Regions from separate parts of the Ovis aries genome. Here regions 1 and 2 are each linked to region 3. A link is a contact called in public Hi-C data. All regions are on one chromosome and are shown on one strand. Each heading gives the region's core, a stretch centred on a gene start, on an enhancer-like site or on the middle of the called end of the contact. The rest is flanking DNA. Distances are from core to core; before and after follow the strand shown.

What was found. Hi-C and Micro-C count contacts between places; a contact is called where the count stands out from the background.
Region 1: a Hi-C map of liver shows a contact between it and region 3, with 5 times the contacts expected there. The contact joins the promoter of HIPK2 here to the enhancer-like site in region 3. A contact is called at or near these places in 6 of 16 Hi-C or Micro-C datasets (blood, hypothalamus, liver and 2 more).
Region 2: a Hi-C map of liver shows a contact between it and region 3, with 2.9 times the contacts expected there. The contact joins the promoter of LOC121819515 here to the enhancer-like site in region 3. A contact is called at or near these places in 7 of 16 Hi-C or Micro-C datasets (blood, hypothalamus, liver and 3 more).

The regions. Positions count from the first base shown.
Region 1 is chr4:104,675,825-104,680,077 of ARS-UI_Ramb_v3.0, reverse strand. HIPK2 (homeodomain interacting protein kinase 2) reads left to right here and starts at 1,647. Exons shown (of 15, transcript XM_027968868.3): 1 at 1,647-1,819. The coding sequence starts at 1,801. It overlaps LOC121819515 (putative HTLV-1-related endogenous sequence), which reads left to right. Exons shown (of 3, transcript XM_042249313.1): 2 at 1,112-1,309; 3 at 1,428-1,779. The coding sequence ends at 1,779.
Region 2 is chr4:104,725,472-104,730,050 of ARS-UI_Ramb_v3.0, reverse strand. It overlaps LOC121819515 (putative HTLV-1-related endogenous sequence), which reads left to right and starts at 1,356. Exons shown (of 3, transcript XM_042249313.1): 1 at 1,356-1,402. The coding sequence starts at 1,356. It overlaps TBXAS1 (thromboxane A synthase 1), which reads right to left and starts at 98. Exons shown (of 12, transcript XM_060414898.1): 1 at 1-98.
Region 3 is chr4:104,881,778-104,886,190 of ARS-UI_Ramb_v3.0, reverse strand. All of the region lies in intron 8 of TBXAS1 (thromboxane A synthase 1), which reads right to left. Among named protein-coding and RNA genes, the nearest start is that of PARP12, 62 kb to the left of the region's middle. Within about 2 kb of position 2,335, at least 10 of the 54 cell types and tissues checked have an H3K27ac peak or open chromatin away from gene starts, as enhancers often do. A contact at or near this core is called in hypothalamus and liver, where this site is marked.

The DNA of each region.
Region 1 (4,253 bases), core at 398-2,897, 210 kb after region 3:
TGATTTCTAGAGCCCCTTCAGCAGTGGTAGTCAAGGATTCTGCAAATCAGAATGACATTAGGCTCAGAGAAGCAGTGCAAAGTGTAGCATTAAATATGGGGACAAGGAAGACAGCAGAGTCAAAGGTCATCAGTGGCAAAGGGGGAATGATGTGCTCCTAACAAAACAAGGTGAGTGTATAAAAGGGCTTGTCTTTGGAGGTTTTTTTCAGACGGGGTTTGTCACAGGGCGTGGAGATGGGGAAGGATAAGTAAGAGGTGGCAGGAAAATAATCATTTGTTCATTATTTTACATCCCCCAAATACAGACTTTAAACTTTTTTTTTTTTGGACCCATGACCCATAGCAGGAAATACAACTTGTATCCTGGTCCAGTGCAGTTGTCTAGTATATATAACTGAAACAAAGGGTTTATGAAACAATTATTCTAAGGGCAGTGGCATCTAATACTTTCTATTCTAGTACATTTCATTATTTTAAAAAGTTGGTTGCCGTCCACTGAATGTCTGTTATGATCAATTACTGCGTCACGACCCACAGTTTTAAAAACCCTGCCTAAGAGTAAGATCAGGTCTTAAGTTGGGGGCGATGGCAGGCATCCCATCAAAGAACCCAAGACTAGCTGCAGGAGGGGACTGGCAAGCCTCGGGGAGTCTGGAGCGCGTCTGAAGCTCTGTGAGGCAGAGCGTTGAGGAAGGCAGAGGCCTGGGAAACAATCGGTGGCAACCACTCGTCTAGGTGATAGGGGTTGGGGATTAACCCTCCAGACCTCGTAGACCTGAGGATGGGGGCGGAAACCAGATTCCCGCAGGAATCCAGCGAACATCCGAAGGCTGCATTTCATAAGCGTGCGCCGAATGGCTCCCGCATCTCTGACCTCATTTGGGCTTCCAAAGCTCCTCCACTCACTCGAGAGTCCGGGGAGGACCGCGTGCGCCCACTCCTCCATTCATTCATTCATTCCAAACCCATCTCGGGGAGCGCCAACCAGGTGCGAGAAAGGGCGAGCCGTCGGCGGCCGAGGCTTCCCTTCCAGTCGGTTCCCCTCCCGCCCAGCTCGCATGCACACAAAGTTCTGGTGCCACCCCCGCGGACCGGCTCCCCCTTGCCAGTCAGAACCAAAGCGCGTGCACCGCCGCCCGGCGGAGCCGCCTAACCTCCCCGGCTTCCCGGGATCCGCCCCCCACCCACCGCCTCCCCGCACCAGCCCGGCCGCTCCTGCCCTGCGCTCGGCCTTCCCCGCCTCGCATCCGTGCCATCGGCGCTCGATTGCGCGCGGACTCCTGGCTCCGGGCTCGCTCGTCGCTCGCGCTCGGCCGCCGCTCCCGCCCCCGGCCCCCGCCCCCCGCCCCTCCCCCGGCTCCTCCCGCCCCTCCCCCGCCTCCCGTGCAACTTTTGCCGGAGCGCCCCCCTCCCCAACACACACAGCCATGCTGAGCTGAGCCCCGGCCGGGGACTGGCCGCGCGCTGCCCGCCCCGGCTCCCGCCCCACCGCGGACCCGCTCGGGGGCCGCGGCCGCTCGGCCCTCGGCCTCGGCCGCTGCGCCCGCCCGGCCGCCCCCCGGAGCCCCCGGGAGCCCCGCGCAGGGCCCGGGCCGCGGCGGCGGCGGCGGCGGCGGCGCCCGGCCCCCTCCCCCGGCGCCGGCCAAGTGAGGCGGTGATGCGGGCGCTGGCGGCCCCGGCTGCGCCGAGAGCGGAGACACAGGCTCAAGATGGCAGATTCCGACTGAGGCTGGGGGGGCCGAGCTCGCGCGCCGCGATCCCTTCTCCGTTGCCATGAATCGCGGACACCCCGGCCCCGATGGCCCCCGTGTACGAAGGTAAGCGGCGCCCGCCCGCCGACTCCGCCGACCCCCGGCCGCCCGGCCGCCCGGCCCCCGGAGCTTTGTTCTGCCCGCGGCCCCGCGCCGGGCAGCACCTCCCCACCCCCGGCCCGCAGCCCCCCGGCGCCGGGTCCCCGCGCCCCACCCCCGGGGCTCGAACCGGTCGCCCGCCCCCCTCCCCGCCACCCCCTCGGTCGCCCGGCGATCGGCCGGGATCCGGAATCAAACAGATCTTATTTCCAGGATGGAGAAAGAGGCGGGGGGTGGGGTGGGGGGTGTGCGAGGGTGGGCTACTGGCCGAAGAAAAGAAATTGGGTGGGAGGGGGCGCCAGGAAAAAAGACAGACCCGTGACGGTGCTTTTTATTTATTTGTAAGAAATAAAGGTGATGCGGTGTAGCTTTCCATCTCCACCCCCCCCACACCCTAAAGAAAATTACCTTTAGGGTGATCTGTTTCCACTCTCCGTCCTCCCAGCTCCCTTCCCGTTTCCCTCCACTCCCCCCCCCCCCCACCCCCCGCAACACACACACACAAACACACACTCCTTTATTCTTCGCGAGCCTCAGATTTTGGGGGGCTGTCGGATCGGAATGTGCGGGGCTAGGTGATGAGAGGGGGGCAGAGAGGAAAAGTCCATTTCAGAGCCAGGCAGAACAATGAAATAGGCGAAAATCTCCCCGCATTAGCGTGTGTAAGGGAAAATGTAGTTTGGGTTTGCCAGTCGGGGAGGCGGCCAAGACGCTGGTCTCCGCCGGTCTGGGTAAACCTGCGCGGTGCACCTTCACCTGGCGTCGGGTCCTTTTTCTCGTCTGTCTTTAGGAAGAAAGACAAGAACGGAAGGCAGAAATACTCCGTTTCCCCTGCAGTCCCTCTTTCGTTTCTCTTCAGTCAGTTCTGTCAGTTTCCAGCCAGAAATCAAACCGGAATCAACTAAGTTTTTACACTTCGATGTGTGTTTTGTGTGTGTGTGTGTGTGCTTGTAGTAGGAGGGATTTTGAACCAAAGGGTGTTTGATTTTTTTTTTCAGTCATTTTCCTCGTGAAAATGTCTTTCTCATGAAATCATTGAAGTAGCAGCCTTTACATACTTTGAGCGTCAGTCCATCTGGCTTTCTTTCGGTTTTGTTCAGATACCCTGTGGATGAAATAGCAAATGAGAGGAGGCAAGGGTTTGTGCGGAATGAAGAGGAGGGGCGAGGTTTTAATCCTCTATAAATCCGGAGAACAGTCGTGGCCAGTGAGACAGGGAACGCATTAATAGTTTTATCTCTGTTATAAAGGCAGATTAGAAAAAAAAAAACAAAACTTATCTGAAAAGAAAATCTGTTATTAGTTCCAGAGCTCCAAATGAATTAGGTTTCTGGATGGAATAAAGTTACCAGTCAGGCTGGGTAACGAGGCTGTAAATAACCTATGGACTGTAAATATTTTTTTTCAGACTCTCTTAGAAACAAAGGGGCCTGTTTAGAAGGCAACAGAGAGATGTTATTCCAGGGGCTTTCCTCTTTGATTCTGAAGAACACAAGGTCCATTTAACCATTCAACAAAACAAAACAAAATTTCTGATCACTCCACCACACAGAATGGAGCCAGCCCGGTGGCTCTGTGAACATACTAGGAGGACCCAGTCGGGCATTCATTGTTCCTCTGAGTCTCTGGGAGGGGGCTACAGTCAATGCTCCCACTGTCTATGGAGTGTTAAAATGAAACAATTTTCTCTTTATTAAGTACCTCTTTGAGACTCCCTCTGCTGGACACTCCGGGTGAGCATTGGAGAAGGAACTTGGCATTGAATTCAGAACTATAGTAAAACAGGCTGCTTTCCCTTTCTCAAGGGGCTGGGTATGTGGGTTGGGAGGTATTTTGTCAACTTTGTAGAAAGCCGTCCTGGGAACCGTGCTGTTCCCCTCCTGTTCTCCTCATCTAAATCCATACGGAATGTAGGCCATCCCCCTGCGGCTAAGCCTTGGCACTAAGGCTCTTCCTACCCTGCTCTTTTAGCGCATGACACCAGATAAAGACCTGTGGGTGTGGAAGACGTTGTGGTTTAAGCATAATCTCAGATCTCAAAGGTTTCGAGCTCACTTTTTTTATTTGCAAGCCTGCCTTCTGTGTCCCAGCTGACCTATGTGGTCGCTTCTGCCACCCCTGGGCCCCTCAGTCTTGTGTGTGTGCTCTCTTGATCATTCCTGTGCATTGTGCCCTTTGATTCTGGGAGAGTTTCTTCGAATCTTTGTAATTCTTCTCTTCCTCCTCACCCCTTTTGAACCAGTCCAGCATCACTGCCCGAGCTCAGGCCTGGGTCTTTTTTGAAAGCAGCTGTTGGTCATGCTCTAAAGCAGACAGGTGACCCCTCTAATCAGGCATTGCGCTGCGGAACCCACATTTACTTCCTGTGATGAGTGCCTCTAAGACTTCAGTGACCTCCTTT
Region 2 (4,579 bases), core at 107-2,606, 160 kb after region 3:
GGAAGGCTGATCCCCCAGCTGTTACAGGAACCCACAGTCTGCAGACAGAAGACATAGGCAACCAAGAAAATATCCCAAGATATGGGTCCCCGAAGTGTACCCTTTCTCAGAAGTGTCTCCTTATAAAGAGGAAGGAAGAGGAGGGAAAAACAAAGGGTTTCATTGTGAGGCAATGAATCAGCAACTTTATTTTCTTGATGACTGTACTGCCAATAAACATTTACGCTAACTTCCCTGGGAAGAAGCAGCAGCAGACCTGACCCAGGGTCTGCTGGGAAAGAGAATGGCTGCAACCATAGAATTCTATCGTGACAAGTACTCCTTAAAGAAAGAACACGCTTAAAAAAAAAAATTAATTTGTTATTAAATGCTCATATGGGTCAGGAAACTGAATGTCCCAGAAAAATTCAAGGCCAGACATCAGACTGATGAAAAATGCCAGCTGCACTGAGGACATCCATCCCACTAAGGTCGTTTGGGATTCCCTAATAGTTTAATTGGTAGAGAATCCGCCTGCAATGCAGGAGACCCCGGTTCAATTCCTGGGTCAGGAAGATCCCCTGGAGAAGGGATAGGCTACCCACTCCAGTATTCTCAGGCTTCCCTTGTGGCTCAGCTGGTAAAGAATCTGCCTGCAATGTGGGAGACCTGGGTTGGGAAGATCCCTGGGTTTCCTGGAGAAGGGAAAGCTACCCACTTCTGTATTCTGGCCTGGAGAATTCCATGGACTGTAAAGTCCATGGGGTCACAAAGAGTCGGATACAACTGAGCAATTTGTGCTTTCACTTTTCAAGGTCATTTAGTCCATGGGGTCCCCTGGCCCCTAGGGGTTCAGTGGGGTCCCTGCTCGATGCCTAAGGATCTTGCCTCGTGTCAGCCCTCTCATCATGAGTTGGAGGATTTCTTAAATGCCTAAAAGTGTACCTGTAGGTTTGTATAAAGGCCCTTTGTTCTATCTCTGAGCTTATCTGACTAAGGTGGACTGGATTATTTTTTGCTTATTAATCAGCTGGTGACACCTTTAGTAACAGGAAGGGTGTATCAGAGAGGAAACCATTCACTCATCATGACAGTCTTTTGTTCATTCATCGTGGGTCGAGGGGCCAGGCTGTATGCTGAGTTTTCAGTGCCTGGAAAGTAGAAGCACTGGGCTCTGGAGAATTTTCTCTGGGGACAGACAGACAATAAACAAGTAGATAAATTGCATGTTGAGAACAGCATTGGGAAGGCCATGAACACAGGGCTGTGACTGGGAATAACTGGGATAACCCATTAGGAGAGTGTGGGGGGAAATCTGGGGAGGACAACTCAAAGCCAAGAGGCTCGGGTAAGGGGGAGACACCAGGTAAAGCGCCATGGGCAAAGCCTTCGGGCCAAAAGGTGACCAGATAAAGGCTGTCAGGTGAGAGCAAACTCCCCTTGTTGTGGGAACTGGAGAGAGGCCAGCGGGCCAGCTGGAGGAGCAGCTGGGAAAGGAGGAGACTCCGCAGAGGCCAGACAGCTCAGAGCCGCAGCAAGCAGCCAGGGCTTCATTTTATGTGCCACTTAGCAGTTTAGTGGGGTCATATTTCTGTTTGTAAGAGTTGTTCTGGCTGTGCGTGAAGAATTCATGGAAAGAGAAGCAGGGAGCCGCTTGGAAGATGATTTTGTTCGTCTTGAGAGGAGGCTGCTCAGACTAGAGTAGGGATGAGAGGAGGAGAGAAGTAGATGAGTTTGAAATCTATTCTGGGGACAGACTCTGCAGAATTTCCTGGTGAATTGGAGGAAGACAGAAGGGGAGCGAGGCGGCATGTCTGATCCCCATGTTCCTGACTTGAGGGAGAGCCCTTCACCGAGATGAAGAAGGCTAGGGAAAGATGGGGGTACTGTTGGGGTCAAAAGTTGGGTTTTGATGCTTTTGAGATGTCTGAGAGACACTGGAGTGGAGCTGTCAAGTCAGAGAGGAATCTCGGCTGCAGATACAAATAATAATCCTTAATACTGACAGTACCATTTATGGAGTACTTACTATGTGCTAGATACTAGTCTAAGAACATTCAGATATATTAGCTCACTTAATCCTCATAAGCTACTCTAGGAGGCAATGCTTATTATTAATCCCACTTTAGAGAAGTAGAAACTGAGGCATGGGAGGTATGACTCCAAAGCCCATACTCTTTATCAAAAGGTGATAGTCCATCATTCAAGGCACCAATATGCAAATGGTAGTTAAATCCAGATGCGCTGATGAGCGACAGCCCCGAATAAGAGAGTGAGCCATGCAAATACCAAATGGCTTCCTTCCAAGCATCTTCCCTATTCTCTAACAATTTGACCTGCCTGCTTGTTTTGCATCTCTACTCAGGTGTCCTCCAACGGCTACACCTATCTGGACCAGTGCCCCATGTCCCAGCCAAGCCCTTTGGGATGTCCTGTCCTCTCTCCGTACTCTATGTCTCTCGTCCCATGTGACCAGTACTGTGTGCGTGTATGCTCAGTCACTCAGTTGTGTCCGACTCTGCAACCCTGTGGACTGTAGCCTGCCAGGCTCCTCTGTCCATAGAATTTTCCAGACAAGAATATTGGAGTGAGTTGATACATAAGTTTATTTACGTAAGACCTCTTGGAGACTCAAACCTACCGACATGCACGGTGACTCTCCAACAGTGGGGTGCAGAGAGTGGCATTCCTCGAGTGCGTTAGACCACAGAAGCCCTCTTAAAGGACATGTATGAACACAGTCTGGATGTTGTACTCTTAGAAATGTGCTTGGAGAAACATTGACCAAGCCGGGCTCTTATTTACGGAGGAAGAAACGGAAATCCAGAAAGAGAAAGTGATGGTACCTGGGGACAGAGACCAGGGTGGACCCTCAGCTCTTCTCAGACTTTGCATCTAGAAGACATGCCTCCCATCCTGCTATGGGGCTGTGGGACTGTCACAAGCCCTGCCCTTCCCATGGGGATGGCTTTGATGGACCTGTCATAGGCCCTGCTCAGTTCACGGAGATGGCTTTGCTGTTGGCAGTCAGCTCAGGGATGTCCCGACGGGTGGTCACTTCCTCTAGAGACACCAGTTCCTCTCATTCATGCGCTGAGTTTATTCGCTCAGTCGTGTCCGACCCTTTGTGACCCCATGGTCTGCAGCCTGTCAGGCACCTCTGCCCATGGGGATTCTCCAGGCAGGAATACTGGAGTGGGTTGCCATGCCCTCCTCCAGGGGATCATCCCAACCCAGGGATCGAACCCAGGCCTCCCACATTGCAGGCGGATTCTTTACCATCTGAGCCATGAGGGAACCCCAACGAGTTCCTCAACTAGTATTTCTGGAGCCCTTTGTGTGTGATTTGTGATTTGGGGAAGCTTTAAATGCCATAGAGAGATCATCACCCCCTTTCAACACTCGCCTCAGAGCAGAGATAATATTCAGTGAATTGTGGACAGTAATTAATCCAGATGGAACAGAAGGGTCAAACATGAGAGGTTTTAGGCTTTGCATCAGTAGAGTAACATGGTTAAGGATGTATTACAGCTTGGGATGTATTACAGCTTGAGACATGCTGGTTGAGATTTTTCCAGAATGAGGAGGAGACTGTTGCTGTAATAAATACCATCATTAAATATTAGGCCTTTATTCTCTAGACTGTTTATTCTCGCAGAGAGTCAGACATGGCCGAGTGACTGAACTGAACCGATTCTCTAAATGTTTTGTTTTCAATACGTATCTATTAAAAACAGCCAACTTAGGGCTCACCTGGTGGTCCACTGATTGAGAACCTGCCTTCCGATGCTGGAGACTCGGGTTTGATCCTTGGTCAGGGAACAAAGATCACGCAGGCATCAGGGCTACTAAGCCTGAGCACTCCAACAAAGACCCAATGCAGCCAAAAAAGAAAACGAAAACAGCCAACTCTACAGAACTGTATAAAAAATAGTCTACAATCCCAACTCCCAGAGATAAACTCTGTGAACCAACTTGTCTATGTCCCCCACTATCTTTTTCTACACATGTGCAAACATTGGTATATTTTTAGTTTTATGAAAACAAGATCATCATATCCTTGCCATGTGCAACTGGCCTTTCTCATTCACCTTATGGTAAATATCTTTCCACGTTCATACTCAGACATATGGGGCTTCCCTGGCGGCTCAACGGTAAAGAATCTGCCTCTAATGCAGGAACTCGAGTTCTGGGTCGGGAAGATCCCCTGGAGGAGGAAATGGCCACCCACACCAGTATTCTTGCCTGGGAAATCCCATGGACAGAGGAGCCTGGTGGGCTACAGTCTATGGGGTCTCAAAAAGAATCAGACACAACAACTAAACAACAGCAACAGACACGTGCACCATTTGCTTCTTGGAATTCCCCTGGATGGCTGTGTCGTAATTCATACAGGTCCATGCTCTGTTAAATGGCATTCAAGCTGTTTTCGAGTTTTTCCAACTACAAATGAGTCTTTGGTGAACATCCTTATACATATCACTGTGAGGATAACCCAAGCGACAGTCTCAGAAGTGGAATTTCAAAAATGCTAGTAGGTGATACCCTCTAGAGGGGCAGTTGGCTACCTGCCCCCTGCTGTGTATCAACGTGTCCATTT
Region 3 (4,413 bases), core at 1,086-3,585:
CCGCCCGATACACACATGGCTGGGGAAAGGGGCTCTAATGCTTGGGGTTTAATACTCTGTGGTTCCCAAGTGGAGATTCTTCTTCTTTTTTTTTTTTTTTTAATTTTTATTGAATTTGTCACAATACTATTTCTATTTTATATTTTGATTTTTTTTTTTCTGGCTGTTGAGGCATGTGGGATCTTAGCTTCCAGACCAGGGAGGGAATCCACACCCCTTGCGTTGGAAGGTGAAGTCTTAACTCTGGACTGCCAGGGGAGTCCCCTGGGGAGATTCTTAGTCACCATATCTTTGAATTTGTGTTTAGGGAGCAGAGTCAGAGGGGATACTGGAGCAGGCACTGGGGCCTGGAGCCTCACCCATGAGGCCTCCCACCTTGGCTTCTTCCCCAGGGCGGGTTCTCAGCTGTCTGCTTTCCTGCCCCTGGTGCCCTGGGCCCAGCCTGGCCACCCTTCTCTGCTTTCCCTTTGACCACCATTGCCCTCCATTCCTCAGGGGCCTAGGCTCAGGTGTGAAGGTAGGCATGGGTGCTGTCACCCTGAAGCATCTTGGAGTGGGCATGGTGTTGGCCATCCCTGCCCTGGGCAGGCAGCATTGTGGCTGTGTGTTGGCCTGGGCAAGCCTCTGCCCACTCCTGGTCTAATACTGCATGTTTCCTGGCACAGGAGTTTAAAGATCTTTGGCGAGTGACAGCCTATTGTGGGTTTGGGGGCTGGATCTGGGAAGGAGGGACACCTGGCTCATCTTGCCTAGACCCTGCCGCAGGGTCTTGGGGTGCCATCCTGTAGGCGGGCTTGGTGGCTGGAAGTGGGGCCGAGATCCCAGGCTCCTGACTCTCTCAACTCATCTTGTACCCCCACACTCTGGGGGAACCTGGCGCACCCCCTCATCTTCCTTCCAATCTTGAGGACTTTGGTTTGTCTTTATCTCTTCTGGCCCATGAGTCACAAAATACTAGTTACGTAATTTCAGTGGTTCTGCATGTGAGTTAAATGCTCTGATATTACCATTTAAAAGTGGCATTGCGTGATCCAGAGATGAGTGGTAAAATTCACACTGATAATTTAAAATTTAGAGTTTTCTTTACTTAGACTGGTGTTAAATAGAAAATAAAACACACTGTGATAATTTGAGAGATGGGAGAAGAAAGGAAGAGCCTTTCTATGTACCGTTAACGGCACTTTCCCTTGCTTTTTTCCATTTGGCGTCAGGTTGGACAAATTACATAGTCAGCCCTGCAGGCCACCGTTGATTGGCTCACGAGTGGGGCTCTGACGTGAAAGTGTCTGCCTGGACTTTTGGACCTAGGCAGAGGAAAAAGGAGTTTTTCTCCAGCAGCTGGAAGCTGAACACAGGTGAGTCATGATCTCTTGGTGGCCATGTACCGCCATGCGGATTAATGAGCAGTAAACACGTTTGCCATGAGAAAGAAGCAATGAATTAGATGTGCAGAGAACCACAGGCAAAGGACAGAGTCCATTTCCTTGTGTCCTGTTTGCCATCTGCTCCTGGCAAGGAGCCCTGTGGGTGGCGTCTCAGTACCCTTCCAGCAAGTTCTCATTTTTGACCTAACTTAGTGACAGCCGAATTCTGTTATCTGCAAAGAAAGGAGTCTTAACAAATGCAGACATGTAAAAAGCCAAAACAGAACAGTGGTACTGTTCACCCAAATGTAGAACTATATCTCAAAAAAGAAAAGGAAACCAGACTTAGGAGTAGCATCCCTAGCAAGGCCATGGTATTGGTTACTCAACCAAAGTGTCTGGCCGGAAGCTGTCAGCACTCGGAAGGGAACTTTTTAAGATAGGCCAAGAGTAATTTGTATTGTGAGGTCAAGTCTTCATTTATTCTTTTCCCCATGAGCTTTTTTTTAAAAATCACTATTTCTTAGCTTTGGGCTCAAGATGCATACGGACATCAGCGTGTTGGCCCAGCAGTTCTTGACACGCTTGAACGTTAGACACAGCCCGGAGGCTTTTAGTTTATAAGGATGTTTGATCCCTGGCCCCTCAGGGGTTTGACTGTTGGTCCAGGGTGGGGCCTGGATGCTGGTGTCGTGCATGCAAGGGGGTGAGACCGCTGCAGACTATCTGACCTGCCCTAGTGATCTTTTCTGCATGGATGTACGGATGTGGTTGAAGGGGGGCGCTCAGGTCTCAGCTTTTTAACCAAACCCAGGCGAGGCAGTCCCCACCCACCCATTCAGACTCCCCTTCACCCCTTAGAACCTGGTTCCCACGCCGCACCACCGCCCACCCCCTCCCCACCCCCGCGCCGCGCCTCCTGGGGCGGAGGTGTCCTGAGCCAGCCCGGCCAGCAGAGGGCAGCAAGCGTATGGCAAATGGGGACTCCCCGGGAGGGAACCTGCGCTTCTGCTCAAACTGAACCCAAAAGGACCTCAGCAGTCTTGAATCCAAATTCTTCACAATAGAGACGAAAAACGTGAGAGGATGTCCGGGATTTAAAAACCAAAAAAGAAAATGGCAGAGTAGGGGAGGGCGGGGGAACCGAAATGACCGCCGTTGACACTTGTTGAAGCTGAGTGATGGGTACACAGGGGTTCACTTAGCTTTTCTTCCAACTTATATAGCTTAAAGTTTTCCTTCATAAGAAATTAAGGTAGTAGATAGAAATTTAAATAACAATAGAGCGTGGAACAGCCTATGTAAAGACTCTGAGATGCGTGAAAGAATCTGAAATGGTTGTGTTAGGCTGGCTGAGTGGGAGGGGGGCTGTTCTGGGATGTCTTGGAGGCTAGAGAGCAGAGCTCCAGGCACAGAAGACAGAAGGGCCTCTGTACAGGACACCCAGGTCTGGGGCAGACTTGAACGAAATGCAGCAGGCATGGATCATGGTGGGGGAAATGAAATGGAAGAGGTGGCATGTTTTTCTTTTCCATCTAGAAAAAAAAAAAGGACACATTAAAAAAATGGGGGTGGGGGGCTTCCCTGGTGTTCTAGTGGCTAAGACTCCACGCTCCTGACACAGGAGTTCCAGGTTCGATCCCTGGTCAGGGAACTAGGTCCCACATGTCTCAACTAAGACCCTGGGCAGCCAAATTAAAAAAAAAATTTTTTTTAATGGGGGTGGGAGTAGAATTTATTTGAAGTAAAAGAGAAAGAAAGGAAAGTTTAGTCAAGGAAGTGGTTTTCCTTGGAAGAAAAAGTTGGTGAGCTCGGCCCAGATGTTTAAATAGAAGCGAAGGCCTTGCAGGGAAGAGCCTGGGGAGCTGGGGCTGAGATTTGCACTAGTCAGCCCTGGGCTGTCCCCCTCGGCCGGCTCAGACCCTCTGTCTGCGCTGGCAAGGGCTGAGGGGGTCTGCTTGGCCTGGAGTGTTGGGGCACTTGCGGGGAGTGGGATCTGAGCAGAGTATTTTAAGCCAGGAAGCACTTTAAGCATTTGGGTTTCCAAGAGATAATGTTAAAACTGGATCCCCAAGGGTACCCACTCCCCTCAAAGCCTGTAACACAGGCCAGGTTACCAGAGTTAAGCACTGGGAGAGCCCTTACAATCAATCTGCCTCTCACCCCACGAGGATGCCCCTGCAGCCTCTCTGGCTGGCCTGGGCCAGGCCTCAGGGTGGTCATCCTGTCCCGCCAGGGATTCTGCCCTGCGTCCATTGCCCAGCAGCCCTGGCCTTGGGCCAGTCACCAAGGCAACATCAACATGTCTCCTGGTCTCTGAGTTTCAGGTCCTAATGTTTCCCCACCCATCTCTTGGAGCAGAGCCAACGAGATGGTAAAGGTGAAAGGTCTCTGGAAACTAAGGTACCAAACAGGCAGACAGGACTTCTGTTTAAACATAATATTCAGAGGCCAGGAGCACATTTCATCATGAGGCCTTCTGTTCTCCATGTTAAACTACCCTGGAAGGATGTGTCAAGGAGGAAAGCCATTCTACAATCTTACAGAATCCTGTTCAGTGGGCACCAGTTCTGCAAAACAAGTAACTGTACCCTTAGATGGGCTTCCCAGGTGGTGCTAGTGGTAAGAACCCACCTGCCAATGCAGGAGACGTAAGAGACATGGGTTCGATCCCTGGGTTGGGAAGATCCCCTGGAGGAGGGCACGGCAATCCACTCGAGTATGCTAACTTGGAGAATCCCATGGCAGAGGAGCCTGGAGGGCTATAGGCCATAGGGTTGCAAAGAGTCAGACATGACTGAAGGGACCTAGCATACACACACATACTCTTAGATGGTTGAAAATAAATATTTACTAACATTTAATATTGGGAAATATTGATTAAATCTTAAATATTGGGGGAAAATAGAAACAAAAACGTGAATGGAATCTTTGCCTTATGGTTTGCATTCTCAATCCAGAGTTCTTTCATTTTCAGAGAGATGTTTTCATCTACATTTGATTTTTCCATGGGCAATAACTGCTACTTTTATGTCTAAGTTGCTCAGTC